Regions from separate parts of the Cydia pomonella genome. Here region 1 is linked to region 2. Evidence: chromatin contacts called from public Hi-C data. All regions are on one chromosome and are shown on one strand. The core of a region is the stretch at or near the end of the contact, and the rest is flanking DNA. Distances in the headings are between cores, read along the strand shown.

What was found. A called contact is a pair of places that touch in the nucleus more often than the background predicts.
Region 1: a Hi-C map of whole body shows a contact between it and region 2, with 2.7 times the contacts expected there. The contact joins the promoter of LOC133520441 here to the promoter of LOC133520436 in region 2. A contact is called at or near these places in 2 of 2 Hi-C or Micro-C datasets (both in whole body).

What each region holds. Positions count from the first base shown.
Region 1 is chr8:6,183,943-6,186,642 of ilCydPomo1, reverse strand. LOC133520441 reads left to right here and starts at 1,349. Exons shown (of 7, transcript XM_061854854.1): 1 at 1,349-2,700.
Region 2 is chr8:5,914,395-5,917,094 of ilCydPomo1, reverse strand. It overlaps LOC133520436 (mucin-2), which reads left to right and starts at 1,394. Exons shown (of 7, transcript XM_061854843.1): 1 at 1,394-2,017. The coding sequence starts at 1,729.

The DNA of each region.
Region 1 (2,700 bases), core at 100-2,599, 270 kb before region 2:
CTCGAGGTTCTCATCCCATCACAGAAGTTAAGCAACGTCGGGCGGGGTCAGTCCTTGGATGGGTGACCGTTTTTATAGATAATGGTACGGAACCCTTCCTGTGCGAGTCCGACTCGCACTTGGCCCGTTTTTTAAACACTGCCAACATTTTACCATAAACAAGAGCGGCTTAAGTTTCATTTTTAACCGACTTTAAGATTTCAAAAGGAGGTTCTCAATTCGGTTGTATGTTTTTTTTATGTTTGTTACTTCATAACTCCGTCATTTCTGAACCGATTTAGAAAATTCTTTTTTTTATTGAATTTATATACATACAAATTGGTCCTGTTTTTGTCAAAACTAAGTTCTGATGATGGGATCCATGAAGAATTGAGGAAACTTTTCAAATGTGAAAGGCATACATATAGTGATTTTCATCAACAAATCAACCATTTACATTTAAAAAAGTGACATTTGATAAAGCGTTTTCCCGCTTTGTAGAGGAAAGCAACTACGAACAGAGAACCCACCAAGCGGGTTCCCGGTGCTCAATGTGTTAAATGTCTCATGATTGTAGCCGTTACAGCATATATAATCGTTTTTTTTGTGTGTTGTTAATGTTATTCTGTCCCATTTCCCAGGGGATGATAGAGGCACAGTTTGTTACAACTTAAATAGCATAAATTAAGAGTCGCCCAGTCCAGGGGAACGTAACCATTCCATTGAAACGAGTGAAAAGAACCCCGCCCAAACTTATTACAGGTATTTTTGACCTGATCCTTCCCGGAATTTAAATCACCGACGACTTACAGATTTCTGTAAGGTGGAGGTACTTCCCAAGTTGGGCTCTGCTCTAGACCTGGATTGACATCTGCTGTGCTGTGCCCTACCACACAAAGCGAGATGACATTCACAATGCCCATACCTCTCTTGTGGACGATGCCACAACAAGATACAACAGAGCTCAACGAGGGGAGGGAGGGTTATTAGGGTCGGCAACGCGCATGTAACTCTTCTGGAGTTGCAGGCGTACATAGGCTACGGACACTGCTTACTATCAAGCGGGCCGTATGCTTGTTTGCCACCGACGTAGTATTTTTTTTTTATAGATTCTGGAAAAAAAATCCTACAAAATTGCCAATATTGTAAACGATAATCGATTCCATTTTTGTTCGGAATCAAAAGCTTCTTGGTGACTAATCTAGATACATACAATCTTAGATACATGGCCCACCAAGAATAAGCGGGTATCTCGCTCATTTCTTCCTAGAACGTGCACAATGTGGAATGAGTTGCCCCCCTGAGGTATTTCCTTTGCGCTACGACATGGAATTCTTCAAGAAGCGGGTATTTGGGGTTAAAGGTCGGCAACGCTTAAGTGGCTTCTGTAATGTTGCTTATGTCCATGTGCGACGATGACCGCTTCCCATCAGGCGGCTCGTCTGCTCGTTTGCTGACTATCACATAAAAAAAACTAGATTAGAGCACTAGAAAAGCCGCAAATGAAAAAAAAAAAAAATTATGCGCAAATTGGTTTAGGAACCAGATTCATATTTAAAACTTGTTACGGATTTTGATCTTTATTTTGATACGACCTTGACGACTGTCACTCTGATGGGTGCATGCGACATGAAGTGAAATTCGTGCGTGACCATGAAGACCGTTAAGGTTGTGTCAAAACCAGACTACTCATAACAAATTGTTGATTTAGAATCTACCTCCTATTGCTCTTGAGGACTATATTTTACACTATGATATCATTATAAGTAGATCTTGTCGAGGTGAATGACATAGTATAAATTGAGTATAAATTGCAAGAAACATAAAAATCTCTGATGGTTGACTTGTAAGTCCGCAATTTGTACATCTTTTTGTATCTTGTGCAATAAAGTTTAAGTAAATAAATAAAAAAACTTTTTCCATACAGTTCCTTCATTCAGAGCAGATTATCGATATTTTTACAAGCTTTAATTTAACTTGCCCGGTTAGTAAGTAAAGCCTGACCAGTAATATATGATCACGCGCCATATTGCGGAATCTCATTGGAACTAAAAATTTCGTACTAAACTGAACTGTCACTCTATACATGAAAATAACAGCGCCCTCTTGACAATGATCATATATTTCTGGTCGGGCTTTAACTTTGTATGTTATTTTGTTAGTGCCAAATCTTGGAAGCTACATTTAACCCACTTCCCGATTTCTGATTGAGCTGAAAATTTGCGTACATAGGTTGTGTGACAATGCAATATTATGATACCATCGAGCTGATCTGAATATGGATACAGGGCATAGACATGGGAACTCTGTGCTGAAACAACGCAGATTGCATTTGGGGTTTTTAGAATTGTGAGAGATATAGTTGCCCATGGTAAGAAAAGTACAGTCAGCGACAAAAGCTTGTACCAAAAATGAAGTTTTTGCTAAAACGTATTAATCCTCTAATTGAGGTAAGGAAGCCTAAAAATAGCTCTTTAATCGTTCGGTAACGCGAACTAAACCCACGATAATAAATAGTGCACTAAATAAATTGTACCTTTAGGGTTCAGGGGAGTGGACGTAGGTAATTAAATAGGTTCCGCAGACGTCCGTGGAGATTTACCGGCTGCAGCTGCGGGTTCTTATAGTACCTACAACTGAGGGTCCCTCAGAATGTTTCCGAAATTAGGCCCTCAGAAAGTTTCCAAAATTGTAAAATTTCCATTTGAAAAAATTTCGCAA
Region 2 (2,700 bases), core at 145-2,644:
CTTTTGCACATTTATCAGTCGATTCCATCGTACATACTTGTACAGTGAGCTATTTGAGAAGTACTTGTTCATCGTGTGTTCATCATTCAACGCAATTGTGCCTAATATTAAAAGTTCAATCTAATATGGAGTTTTGGTAAGTTTTGATAGACTGTTTTGATACTCGTAGACTAGCACAAGATAATCATGATTATAAAGAAGTACTTACAATAGATTTATTTCATTTCAGTAGAATTTTTGGTCTTAGACATGCAAGCAAATTGACGTACAAACTTAAGTCACAGAACTGGCAAATCTCGCAATCCTACAGAGTCAAAAACAATGATTACTTATACAGATTCTTCTGTATGTGTGTTTGTCACCTAACTTCTCCTAAACGGCTGGACCGGTTGGGATGAAATTTTGTGCGTATACCACAACGGGGTCGTGGATGATTAGAAAACACAATTGTATGAAACTGGTAAATTGCTATTGGTTAATGTATAACCAGATTTTTATTTTAATGTGGCGCTGTTTTACCCGGCAAGACGACGCCTGCCTGGTTCGTTAGATGTACAGTATTTATCATGAAGGGTTTGCCATCAGCGGCAAACTTCTGATTATAATGAGTAGCCAACGCCATCTTTCGAAGTTTTGAAGAACTAATAAACACTTCATTCCTTTGATTACAGTGCACTCTAGCGTCGAGTTCCAACTCTTTTTCGGACAAAGACGCGCTAAGTATAAAGGTATATCACGTAATTCATGTTGCCATCGCAAGATGGCACTAAACAATAAATAAATTTTAGGGTGACCAAGACAAAAAATACATGGCTTAAGGGGGTAATTTAGTAATAGTTATTTTCTTAAAAACTACTCTATTATTTATCGCAAAATATACTAGTGGCTCTGTGAGCTGTAGACTGCGATAAAATTGATAAGCTTAAAACGCGTAAAAGCAAAAATACTTACTTTGTTGGGTCGTTATCACAGCGTACTCACAATGGCCTTAAGTGCCATAGGATCTAATACTTACTTAAGTTCTTTATGCCAATCACCACCATATTGACATTTTCAAAAAACAAGACTACAGAAAAAAAAGTACTTATTATACTGAAACTGCTCACAAAATTTCGCGAGAAACAGTTGAGAATTGCGACCTGTAGAGAAGAACATTCGGTCATACGAAAGCAGATTGTCAGAGTCAAAAGTCATTTTACAAATGTGGTTAAAACCCACAGATTTTAAATGGTTCCAGCATAAGTTTACAAACAAATACGTACAACATTAAAAAAACACGATATGTGCTCTAGAATAATTTAAATAGTAGTCATAATAATTACATAAAAAGTAAACATTGTGAAAAGGTAATTTTCGACATGTATATGGCAACACAGGAGTCGCGTTCATTCATTTCAATTTCAATCGGCCGGCAGCAAGGGCGCGTAAAGGCTGTGGCATGTCGCACACCGTTATGGCGGGATCTCGTGAAACAAAAGTTTCCTTAAACTTTTTAACTTAAACAACTTCAGTAAAATGTTAAACTACTAACTAAAATAAAGCAAAAACTGCATAGAACTAAGCAAATAAAGGTATATCAGTGAAAGTTCACCGGTCAGGATGTCGGTTAATTCAAAGTGGCGGTTACCTGACGTTTTTTGTGTTGTGTGTTGAATGGATGACGGAATTAAGATTATTTTGCACGGGGATGGGTGAGTAAGTGGTTCAAGGTGTTTTAAGACTGTCGCGATGCCTTTCGTGCAGCGTGTGGTGGAACCGAAGTTTCTGTCGCGGACTAGTTTACGTGACGAGGATGGGAGGCCTAGGGTCACCGATGAGGAGCTGCAGGCGGTCACTAACTGTACCCTGAGCAACGCGTTGAGGCAGCTGGCGTCCCTCGTGCTCCTAGCCGAGGATATCTTCAGCGAGCTAACGGCTCAGCTTCAGGGGATAACCGAGCGGTCGAAGGTCGCGCAAGCGAAGATTGAAGTCATCAATGGGGTTGTCGAAAGATATGATCCCAAGAAAGTACCAGTCCGTGAGTATTATTAAATTTATTTAGGTATCTCTTATTATTAGTTACGTATTTTGCAATTTAAGAAGCCACCGATATTGCGCGCTTCTTTGCGGTAGAGACGAGCGAGTCGACGAGGTGCGTTTTAAATGCATAATTAACAGCCCTTTCGATCTTAACGCAATTAAAATATTAATAAAACCGAACTTAATAAAGCCGCATAATTTATTGTACCTATAAAAACGGTTTAACCACGCGAATGTAAATAAAATAATAGCAATCGATTCCGCGAATAACGACGCTGGAAACCTTATTGTTTAAAGAAAGCTACCTTTATCACATTTACTTACCTATTGAGATATAAGAAAAATATTTGTACGTACCTGCCTCTCTGTATCGTCAGATTAGGTCATTCACCTCATCGTTACCAAGTCGTGACCTCCTAGATTGCGCCGTACCAATTACTATAAAAAGGCGCAGGAACCTAGGTAAGCCACTGTAAAGCATTTATTGCCCAAGTATTCATAAATAGCTATTTTTATGTGTGGCATTTAGATTTTTAATAGGTTGTATGTCCTTGAGCACGCTATGTGTAAGTACCTAACAGGTGACATTTCACATACTACTTAAAACCTATGATTTTCCTACTACTTACGTCCAATCAAGTGTAAAGATATGGGTGTACACATCTTACTCAAAAATATGTC